Regions from separate parts of the Mus musculus genome. Here region 2 is linked to region 1. A link is a contact called in public promoter capture Hi-C data. All regions are on one chromosome and are shown on one strand. The core of a region is the stretch at or near the end of the contact, and the rest is flanking DNA. Distances in the headings are between cores, read along the strand shown. Region 1 has its middle 8.1 kb from the start of Gm46950. Region 2 holds the start of A430035B10Rik (RIKEN cDNA A430035B10 gene).

Region 1 (6,129 bases), core at 664-3,163:
TTCATAGGAAAAGCCAAACAGGAAGGGATAAACAAGAGGTCATGGTAAGGAAGCAGCCTTACTGGGAAGCTAGGGCTAAAGGCCCTCAGGTCCTTCTGAGACAGCTCAGGTTCCAAGAGTCATAGTTCAGGGTCAGACTTTTGCATACTCAAAGGTCTGAAGGATATGAAAGAGAAGAATAAACACTGTCTGTTAACCCAGGCTGAAGAAAAACTATATAGCTGGGTGTAGTGGTATACACCTTGGATCCCGGTACTTGGGAGGTAGAGGCAGGAGGATCTCAGTTAGAGGGCAGAAAAGGAAGAGGAGGAGGAGGAAGAAGAAGAGGAGGAAACAGATATGATATGAGCAAACAGCTGGAAGGGCACCCACCCCAGGCCTTTGTGCTCATTTAAATCAGTAAGAAACACAGAAACAATAGAATCTTAATTGAGCAGGAAGGCAAATGTTAGCATAGTGTGGATGATTTGGCTTATTTGTTCAAAGGAAGCAGGAAAGACGCAAACACAGTGAGGTGCACTGGTATTTTTCACAAGTATTCTTTTTTTGTTTTTGTTTTTTCGAGACGGGGTTTCTCTGTGTAGCCTTGGCTGTCTTGGAACTCACTCTATAGATCAGGCTGGCCTGGAACTCAGAAATCTGTCTGCCTCTGCTTCCCAAGTGCTGGGATTAAAGGAAGGTAACTGGGCAAGCCAAGTAAACGAGGTATCGAGCAGGATTTTTCCATGGTGTCTCCTTTAAGTTTCTTCCCCGGCTTCCCTCAAAGATGAACTGTAACCTGTGAGCCAAATAGCCACCCCCACAAGCTATTTTGGTATTTTACCATGGCAACAGAGAAACAAACTAGAATACCTGTCATTCTCACACAAAATGGGCACAGCTGTGTTCCAATAAACTTTTATTTGTAGATCCTAAAATTTGACTTTCATACAATTCTCTTGCTACTTTCAACCCTTAAAATGTAAATTCTTAATTTCTGGGTAATTTGTGATTTGACTTATGGACCATCTCTTGCTTAGCTGTGCTCTGGAAATGAAGTAGAAGCCAACTGTAACTTATAACCTTTGGTCATTGTTTTGGTTAGGGCTTGAATTGCTGCAATGAAGACACCATAACCAAAAACCAAGTTGGGATGAAAAGGGCTTATTCGGCTTACACATTGTCCTTCATTGGAGGAAGTCAGGACAGGAACTTAGCCAGGCTGGAACCTGGAGGCAGGGACTGATGCAGAGGCCGTAGAGGTTCTGCTTACTGGCCTGCTACTCATGACTTGCTCAGCCTGCTCTCTAATAAAATCAAGGACCACTAGCCCAGGGATAACATCATCCACGATGGGGCCCTCCCCCACTGATCACTAATTGAGAAAATGCCTTACAGCTAGATATCATGAGGCATTTCCTCAACTGAGGCTCCTTTCTCTCTGGTGACTCTGACATGTGATGACACATAAAACCAGACAGTATAGGCATTATGTGTCTATGTCATATAGTGACTCGCTAATGCTCAAAATAGTATTCCCCACACATTTTGTGCTATTGAGACACGTTGGTGGTGGCATTTTCTTAATTTTAATGGACACCCCCACTCCAACCCCATTGCAACAGTGGCTTTATGACTGTTTTGTTAAGTCTTGTGTTTCCTATGCCATCCTTCACACATAATATTTGCTGTTTAAACTGTACAGTGTAGTAGGTTTAGCATCTTCCCAAAGGTGTTAACAACTAACTTTATGATATTGTTCATCACCTGAAGAAGAAAGTCATTTCCTATGCTTTCTGCCCAGCTTTCCGCACTCATTAGCCAGCTTTCTGTCTCTGTTACTTTGCGAACAGAGTTCATATAGATAGACTAACACAACCTGAACCTCTTCTGTCTGGCTCCTGCCTAGTATAATGTTTTCATTGTTCATGTATGCTGCAGCATGAATCTGCACTTTGTTCATTTTTGTGGCTGAGTAACACCCTTCCCTTTGTATATACCATATTTTGTTTATGGCCTTCTTAGTGTCTGGACACTGGGTACTTTACATTTTGACTACCGTTAATAGTCACAAGCGTTCATGTACAAGTTTTTGTATAGACATGTGTTTTACACTTTCCTGCGTATAAATCTAAGAATGGAATTACTGGGTCAGATGGCAACTCTGTTTAAACGTTGAGCAACTCCCCAATCAACGCCAGTCTTTGAGAGCTACTGTACCATGACTGCCACCTGGTGGGCAGTGATTTTATTGCACAGTCTCATGCAAGGCATTCTGACTTGAGGGACGTAAATTTCGATAGGAAACACTTGTCTAACGGTTTAAAAAAGTAGAATATAAGAATTTGGTTTGTGTCACATTTATAATTTGTAATTTGGGGAAAATGTACTGCCAACCAAACTAGAAGCCCAACCAGAGCCCCAGGAGAAAAATCACACCAACAATCTGCCTGAGGAAATAACACCAAATAGCCTGGCCTCAGTGGGTCCATGCACACAGCTGGCTTCCAATCGGGTAATTCCTCCAGTGAAAAGTGGGGCATTGTTAGAATGCCGTGGCACCATAACTGCTGGTGCCACAGCCACAGCTTTCATCTTTAAGGGGCTAAGATGGTTTACTCTGGGGCCATTTTGAGTGACCAAGGCTAGGAATTCAGATTTAAGCCACCCCAAACTACTTGCTTCAAAGTGGAAGCAGATTCATGAACATTTATAGATTTACAGAACAAAGTCATAAATCAAGGCGAGTTGGAAACACATGGAGGGGTACTTTAGAGAGGCGGTTACAGCAAGCTTGGAGGTCGTCCTTTCTGTACGTCTTCAGACGCTGTCGGATGACATTCTTAGCCTTGGAGTTGGTGCAAGCTAGGGGCCTACTCAGTTAATAGATTCCCAAGGTTTTCATCCGTTAGTCACAGGATGTTAGTTCTGACACAGGTGAGCAAGGAATGGCTGTTAGGAGTTGTGACTAAAGCAAGCCTAAGATAAACTAAGTAGCCGTTGGACCTGTAACATTCCCACCCCCACCCCCACCCCACCCCCACCCCCACCCCCACAGGACTGACATTAGTCAGTCAGTCTCTGCAGACCGCTTCTTTCCAGGAGTTCTCCCTCAAAGCAGCAAGAGAAGATGACAGAAAGTACTGTAGGTTTCCAAAGATAGCGTGTGGAGAGGTTAGATAATGGAAACCATAGAAAACAAAGCTTTACATTATGTCAACAGTGATAGGACAGACACCCAGACTCACACTGCCACTCTCATCAGCCCGAAGGGTTCCCCTAGACATTTACGGGCTTCAACCCAAGTCAAACCAAGATTCAACAGTGTATGTCATTTTAGGACTCTCGGGAACAGGGAAGGACATTTTATTAAAGGTATTATGATACAGGACTGAGCCAAGTGCAGTAGGCCTCCTCCTGGAACAGTAAGCATTGGCCACGTACAGCATTATGGTGGCTCTCCAGTTACAATGTGAACCCACTCCTCCCCCTCTTCCCCTTTCTGTGAGAGATCTGTGGTAGCTGGAAGCTCAGAGGTGATTCAGATGGAATTGCAATCTGATAAAGGAAAAGCAGGAAGCCACCAGAATCACCTGAGGGGTTAGTCTCTGTCCTCTGTAAATGGGGACAAGAGAAAACTTTCTAGAAACTTCAGGTCTACAGCTGTGTGAAAGGAGAAAGGTCTTAAGCAGTTGGGAACTGTACTAGAATTCTTGCTGTTTGGTAGGAGAGACAGGCTTCAATCAGATCCTGAATGCAGGGTTCCTTCCCTTTCCTCAGATCTTCCCAGCCTTCCTGGCCTGCCACAGATCACCCTTAGTAGCTTCTTTGGTATCTTTGGTGGTAGCATTGTATCCAGTTCTTGATATTAGAAATGTGTATGCAAGCCGGGCAGTGGTGGTGCATGCCTTTAATCCCAGCACTTGGGAGGCAGAGGCAGGAGGATTTCTGAGTTCGAGGCCAGCCTGGTCTACAAAATGAGTTCCAGGACAGCCGGAGATATACAGAGAAACCCTGTCTCGGGGAAAAAAGAGTGTTAAAAAAAAAAAAAAAAGAAATGTGTATGCATACGGGGCACCTGGAAAAGAGAAATTTATAATCCGCTGTGTGGCACAGGGTGTGTATGTGTGTGTGTATCTGTGTATGTGTGAGTGTGTGAGTGTGTGTGTGTACAGAGCGTTTTCCTCCTGTTCCCTCATTTTAGTGGCTTTCTGTTCAAACTAAACCTCATGCTAAAGTGTCAGGTTAAGTACTTTGTACTCTTCCTCTGCACAGTGAGTGTCCTGGCTTTTACAGCAAAAGGGACCTTGATTAGATTGATATACGTACGTTAAAGATCTTGAAATGGAGATACTATCTCAGAACTGTGTGGGTGGGCCCCAGGCGATTCTTAGAGTCACTGTGAGCAGAAAGCAGAAGCCTTTGAGGACAAGGATGACAGAAACAGAAGCTGAAGGTGAATTAGGAATTGGCTGTGAGTCTGGGATATGGGTCGTCTCTAGAAGCTGGGGCATACAAAGAAATAGCATTTTCTCTCCGGCCTCCAAAGCAACGGAATCCTACTGATTCCTCAATATTAGGAGCTCTGATCCAATAAGTTTAATCGTTTTCTTTTCTTTCTGCGTGTAAGTCACAGTTTGTGCTGTGCTGACACAGCAACCATAGGAAAGTAGCACAGCTCATCTTTAGAAAACATCTAAAGGCAAATTGCATCTAAGATCATTTTAATCTCTTGCCTCAACCCCTCACTGTGGTGTTTCCACCAATCCTGCCTCTCCCTCATGAGCCTTGCCCAACCATAACCCTTCCTTTCTACTTTAAGGAAGCTGTCTTAGATCACACTTGGAATTCTTTGTAAATCTTGACCTTGCTGTCAACTCCACTTCTGTCCTCCAAAAGACCTAACCTCTGACTGCATGACCCACAGAAAATAGGCTTGATGTTGGCTACCCCACAGACTGTCTTTGCTTTGTTTTGAGTATTGGTTAATGGCTAGCGTTCTTTAAGGGCTCATTGTGATCTACAACTTGGTTCTTGGGTGGGGCTTTGGGTGCAATGTTTGTTCCTCAGGTACTGTCTTTGTTTGGGTTACTATTGCTCCTACAAAACACCATGATCAAAAGTTGCCACTGACTGGACTCAGTCGGCCCTTCTACCCGCAGGGAATCAGGATTTCAGTAATCAGGTGGGCAAGAAGTCAGGAGATGACAGACACACACACCAGAGAGAGTACTGTATCTGGATGTAATTTCTCAAAGCGAGCATCAGATTTTTTAATAAAGAAGAAAATAAGGAAGTTAGGTAACACATCAACCAAGGTACATTGAGGTTACTGAATGCTTAATGACTCTTATACAAAACAGAGAAATGCATACATAAAGTCTAGCAGGAACTAGGCAATATAACAACTGAGACAAAGTCTGTATCTAAGGTCAGCTATATTCTTAGAAGCCAGGTGTGAGGTCTTTACACTCCCTGGGCAAGGGCTTTCATGCCTAAGCCATAGTTCTAATTAGAGAGTTCAGCTCTAGCTAAGCTTCTCATGAATAATGCAATACTCTAGTTCCTCCTTAAACCACAGCCCGATGTACTTCAAAAACAATGGTAAATTCCTGTATATGAGAGTGACTCAGCTGTTATTCTAAGTGATTTTGTGGGGGACTTTCTACTATTAAGTAAGGTAGTCTGCCATACATAACTAAAATAAGAATTCTAAACTTACTTTGCTAAGCTTGCCCTGAGATTTCTAACTCTATGTAGTAGACAGTAATGCCTGATTTCTTTCACTATCTCTCTTACAATACTAGAGGAAATTCTGAATGTCACTGAATAGGCAACATTCTTACTGAATTCCAAGCCCAGGGTGGGCTCAAGGACTACCTAGGGCATTGGTGAAGGCCAGGAAGCAAAGTTCAGTTTTGCTTAGGTATTTGACAAGTCATTGCTTGGAGGCACCTATAATAAAACAATACTGAAAGAAAGCACACAGATCTATTCACTAACACAGGGACAGGCTTGGAACATTCGTTCTACAGAATGCCAAAGTTTCCACGAGGCTGAGTTTCTGTAAAACTCTTTATTTTAGGACTGCATCCAAGCTTTTGGGCCTGACACAATGTCTTCACTGGGGTGGGTGTGGCAAAAAGTGAG
Region 2 (5,811 bases), core at 2,933-5,432, 780 kb before region 1:
AATAATAACCTTGAAGTTTTGAAATACACAAGAAAGAAAAATTACAAAAAGAGAATGATCCAGGAACAGCAACACAACACAACTTTCAATTTGTAATTACCAAGCTTCTAAGTAAAGCATGATGTTAGCAGGCTTATGCATATTCCATTAAGGTAGCATTTAAGCTACGGTACAAAAACAAAGAGAATTACTATCTTTCTGTTGGATGTTAAAGTACAATACGATAAATCTTAAAACTGGTTGCTCCTCTTTACAGCATTGTTTTCTCCCCGTTTTCTGACCCAAGCACCAACTCTTACTTAGCTTAACCCCATAAATATGCATGCTAGGAGTGTTTATGAGAAAAACAGACACTGGATTCAAAATCCTGCTTACAATTCTTTGTGATACAAGAATAAGAAAACTTAGTTTCTATACTTTCTTCCATAGTTAGACAAAAGGGGAATAAAATTCTGAATGCTTCCTTGTCACCCATAATCCAAATTCCCAGAGCTCTGAAAGCTTTTTGTAAACAACGTACATCTCCATGAAATACATATCCCGAGTCAATGTCTACCTAAAAAGTGTTGTGTGTCATTTCTCAAGACATAATATAATGTCTAGCCTCCCACTTTGAGAGGTGCAAAAAAGGAAGGAGGCGAGCAGAGGAAGAAACGGTGCACGTTGTTGTTTTTCATTCATGCAGTAGAGTGATGTCAGTGTCAGTGTCTGCAGCAGCAGCAGCAGCAGCAGCAGCAGCAGCAGCGCTTTGGTCAATGGAGACTAAAACCCCCTGACGCCGGAACCTGAGTGAATTCAATGGAAACTCATTGCAACTGTTAAGTCTCAGGAGAGATTTGAAGTGGCTAAGCAGACAGAACGTATTACTTACATGTTGTACTTTCAATATGGGCAGAGGAGAACAAGGCAGAATGTGGACCAATAACATAGTGATAATACAATCAAGAAACTAGGAGCACAAGAGCATGCTTTCAAAAATCACTTCAATGCAAGAAACTGACAAAACACCTAATGCTACACATAGCACAACTACAGCACAGAAAGCTCCTCAATTCCTAGCACAAGCTGTGACCCTGCAAATCTGTCTACTGCACAAACAGACTCAAAACCAAGTGTTTTCATCGTGATTGCATTAAACTCTGGTGTGCCATTCTACAACAAAGAGTAGAATTTAATCCTGATCACAAATTTCATTAAAACTGCTTCATGATGGGGCATGTAATTCCTAAGCAATTAGGGCTTTTGAAGGATGTAGAAAAACAAGTTGTACTATTATCTGTGCTAAGATGTTACTGTTTATCAACAAAAGGAAAGGAGGTGCTAGGTGCCCATTGTATTTTTGCAGCAATTGCCAAAACTTCTCAAACACAGCCCACAAAATCCTCTGCACACAATCTACAATTCCTATTTTTATTTTATTTTCACATTGTTCCTAAAAGAAACCCCCCCAAACTCCCATTAACAAACTGTTAAAGCTAAATCATTCAAAAACGGCTGTGACTGCTGCTGCTTTTCTTTCTGTTACCTCTCATTTAACACAGCTCCAAAAAATGTGCAAGGGAGTTGCATATGGCATTAATCTGTTAGAAAATGGTGGAGTTTTCCATAAAATACACCCAAGGATGTGTGTTCAGTTGTGGTCATTATTAGGGCGATCACGTTGTTTTCATTCATTCATTCAGGATTTGCTGGAGGATGTCAGTTTCTGCAGCAGCTGGCTTGACCTGGGGGAGGAGTGGGGAGCAATTCCCTCCTGGTGCATACAGATTACAGGATGTATTTCTTGGTGCTCCTGCACTTATTCCACCGCACTAACATCCTACCCAGAGGCTTACCATCAAGGGATCTGAAAGCAAGTGCTTTAGCAACATGCTAATTACACATCTAAATTAAAGCTAAAAATACCTAAACTTTGATCTATCATATTGCAATCCCTTTCCCTAACTCTAAACACCTTAAGAACGTCCACCTTAAACAAAAAAACCCCACATACCACACAAACATTGTATGAAGCTTGGTAGTATTTCCCTTCTGAGCAGGCTTTTTTGTTGTTTTCTTTCCCTACTCCGAATGATTCCTTCCACAATGCTGCAGTAGTAGCAGCAGCAGCAGCAACTGTAGCTCTAGGCTGGTATCTAAGAATATTAGGTACTCGACTCTCCCTTATGGCCGGTTACGTCCCTGTTTTGCCTAATTTTCTTTTTCTCCCCCAGGAGTCAACTAGTTCATGCAGTATGTCCCTAGGCATAAACAAAACCAAACCCAAACAGAAAACATTAAGGGGAGTCCACAACATCCTCCCACTCACCATTACCTTTGATACCTAACAAAAAAGAAAGGAGATCTCTCTACACAGCTCAGCTGAACTGCTAAGTATACTTAAAGATGCAAGGAAAAAGTGAACACACTCCACAAACAGGCTTTAAGAAATTCACCACGAAAACCACCATTCCGGCATAAGCCATTTGTAGTGCAGTAGTGATCTAATACATGACTATATAAAGTAGAGGAGAGGATGGATAAACAGCATACACTTTAAACTGCCTCCCCTACACATGCAAAGGATATTCTAACAACCTAACTACCGCCATCAAGTCTCCAAAACACAAACATACTCCAGACAAGAACTTTGTGGGAAAGCACAAAGGCTGCAGAGATTACCACTACCACCTTATGCCCCGCTAGAGAGTTTGTGTGCGTGTTTAAGGGTTTCACACGGCTCCTCCTTGCCCGGCTCCAAACACAGAAAGCTAATAAGCTATTAAACCGAAACACTTTTCTTTTGCAGGCGAGGGATGCAAGATAAAATCTGAGTGGCGGTGTGAGGGTCGGATAAAAGTTGATTTCCAGGTCGCTCCTCCAAGCCCTGCAGCGACCTCAGGGTGGGGGGTGAGATTCCCAAAGCCACTTTCACACCTTCGGTAATGCACTAGCAAACAGAAGCCCGGAGAGGCTGAAGTTTTCCACGCAGGGCACCGTCGGGGAGACGCAGCCCGGGAGGACGGGAGGGTTGGGCTCGCTACCTCTGCACACGGGCGAGCCGGGACTCCGTCTCTCAGGTGAGCTGCTCCTCCGCCGGCTCTCGGGGGACCGTCTCGGGCGGCCCTTGGCGCGAGGCGCCTGCTCGGCTGGGGCAGCGGCCGGCGGTGGAGTCGGGCTGGACGGGCTGGGGCCGCGGGCCCCTCCGGGCCCGGAGAGACTGCCGAGCGCGGCGGCGGCGGTGGCGGCGGCGGCGGCCGGGCGCGTGGGGCTGTGCTGGCTGCCCCGCAGGAGCTGGTAGGGCACCGTGGCGCGGATGGGCTGCAGCAGCCGACCGGCTCCCGCAGCCGGTGCGCAGCTCCCGGCCGGCCCCGTCCCGCTCCCGGCAGCGGCGGGCGGGGAGCCCGCGGTGCTGCGCCGCATCCTCTGCGGCGCGGAGTGAGGGGTCTGAGAGGAACTGGAGGACGCAGTGGACATGGTGGCTCCGCGGGCGGGCGGGCGGGCGGGCGCGCGAGCGAGCGTGTGGGAGCCGGCGCCGCGGTGCGTGCGATGTGTACGGGGGAGGGGCGGGGAGGGGCGGAGCCGCGGGGCTCCCCTTCCGACGCGCACCCCGCCGCCGAGGGGGAGGGGACGCCGCGACGGCCAACGTCCAACGGCTCAACCGCCCCGCGGCGCTCTGCGGGGCGCTCACGGCAGAGCCCGCGTCGAGCCCATGGCCGCCGCCGCCGCCGCCCCGGGCATCGCGCTGACAGGGCACTCGCCCGCTTCCCGCGGCTGCTCAGCCCTCGCGGGGGGTCGCCCGCGCGACACGACTCGGCGACCACGGGCAGCGCCGGGACTTTAGCCTCGGAGGAGAGAAAGGGGCCTCGAGGCGCCTCGCGCTGCGCGTAACCCGCGCCACCGCAAACGCCGCCGCCGCTGCCGCCGCCACCTCGACCCGCTTCTCACTCGGAATGGCAACTAATCCTGTGTCGGCGCCCCGCCTCCGGCCCCGCCTCTGGGCGTTCCGGACCCGGCTCCTGCGGCTGCGAGCGCTGTGATTGGCAGCGCCACCCTACTCCGGGATGCCAAGGAATGGTTGTATTGTCGGAGTGAGAGGAGACTCGGCCAATTACAGTACCACGTTTCCGCTCTGGGGGCGGAGCATGGAAGTGGATGAGAGAGGCGGGCCTCGCGCGGAGGGAGGGACTTAAGAGTTGACAGGCTTTGAGGTGAGGGTCAGGTTAGAAAAGTGGGTCCATACGTGCCCTGCGCGGACTCCGACGCCCAAAGACACGCGCGCGCTGCGATAAGCAAGTTACAAGGATTCCACCCTCCAGTGCTCTCTACAACCTGGGGCTGAGGACGCTGAAGCCAAACTAATTTTGCAAATACACCTGCATCCGGTGAGATGTTTTAGTTAAAGCTGAGTGAAGGATCCTTAACCCTTTTAATCTTAGAAATGTCTTTAAGTGTCCTAGTCGCCTTGTGAATCAAAACAACTTCAGGATTAGTGTATGGATGCTACATTGAACAAAATGCACCTGCCATTACAACCTGTTTGTCGTTACAGGGTAGGGTGGAGAACATCACATTCTGAATTGTACACGTCAACAAGAAAATTTACAGCATCGCATCATCAGATTTATTAATGGAGAGCACCTAGTTTACTACCCCGGAGCTGATGGTCTCTTGGGAGAAAGACCAGGCATAATGTAACAATTCATTGTGGTCATTTCCTCTGTGTGATGGCACTGGGGGTTATTCTTCTGCAAGGAAAATGAGAAGTACGAAGATTTTAGATGGGCATAAGAAAGTATATAAAACCCTAATCAGGAATAGTTAAAGCTCTACATCAGATACCTCCTATTAATTCACATGAGATAAACAAAAACATAAGATTTTACAAAATAAAGAAGTGGCGTGTCAGATTGGCGTCTGCCTGGTGTCTGCCCACACTGGCAAGCTTCCTGATTCCAGGCACTAAATGATCAGTTTCACTCAGAGGAGCCACCTTTCTCTGCTTCCCTGTGTGGTCAGACAGAAATTAAATGAAATTAAATGAAAATTTTTAAAAAAATAAGAAAAAATAAGAAGCACAGTAAATTGTTGTTTAGAAAAAATATTGATGATGCCTAATCAAAATACAAAAAATAGCATCTAGTACTATATCCTACTATATTAGTCATAGTTCTATGCTTTATCACATATAAAAATAATAGCTAATGTTTACTAAACATTCACCACGTGCTAGCCACTGTTCTAAGGACATTATTATGTGTTAACTCATTCGTTCTTCACATAATCCACAAGGTATGTGCTGTTATTATCCTCCCTGCTTTATCTGGGGCACAAAGACACTAATTGTCTTGTCTGAGATCACTCAGCTAAGTGGAAGCTGAGGCCAGAGGGACCCAGGCAGGCGTCTGAAGAAGCCCTGTGCCCTTAGTACCTCCAAGCAGAAGATGCGTGTTCTGATTAAGAGACTTTATGGTAGCTCACAGATGTCCAAACGAGCTTTTAGACATGACTAGCAGCTCCCTTTTCTTACTTTCTAGAACAAATTATACTTTAATTATCTATAGAACAAAATAACTTTAAAATTTGACATAATTTGTCTATTGTATTAATTTTTTCATCTAAAGATTAATGGTTTCACTAAGTATAACCTTTTGTGAATAGAAACAATAAATGGCTTCTTTTGGTGGGTTTTTTTTTTTTGGAATAGCAAGAATAAGATTACAACAATGTTATACTAAAATGTATAAAGGTTTTAAACTACTGATAAATGTCTAACGTTGGTAATTTGATCACAGCACAGCTTCATTATAGAAATGTCATCTTGGGTCACCT

The links. Promoter capture Hi-C pulls out the DNA fragments that hold promoters and counts their contacts.
Region 2: a contact with region 1 is called in a promoter capture Hi-C map of the 3T3-L1 cell line, with 5 times the contacts expected there. The contact joins the promoter of A430035B10Rik here to the enhancer-like site in region 1. A contact is called at or near these places in 14 of 39 promoter capture datasets (the 3T3-L1 cell line, 3T3-L1-derived adipocytes, the C10 cell line and 9 more), 2 of 115 datasets of contacts at active chromatin or transcription factors (astrocytes and craniofacial prominence) and 1 of 9 other capture datasets (liver).

What each region holds. Positions count from the first base shown.
Region 1 is chr6:7,729,330-7,735,458 of GRCm38.p6, reverse strand. No RefSeq gene overlaps it. Among named protein-coding and RNA genes, the nearest start is that of Gm46950, 8.1 kb to the right of the region's middle. Within about 2 kb of position 1,913, at least 26 of the 459 cell types and tissues checked have an H3K27ac peak or open chromatin away from gene starts, as enhancers often do.
Region 2 is chr6:8,507,532-8,513,342 of GRCm38.p6, reverse strand. It overlaps A430035B10Rik (RIKEN cDNA A430035B10 gene), which reads left to right and starts at 4,182. Exons shown (of 2, transcript NR_040452.1): 1 at 4,182-4,364; 2 at 4,532-5,811. It overlaps Glcci1 (glucocorticoid induced transcript 1), which reads right to left and starts at 3,743. Exons shown (of 8, transcript NM_133236.3): 1 at 3,024-3,743. The coding sequence starts at 3,456.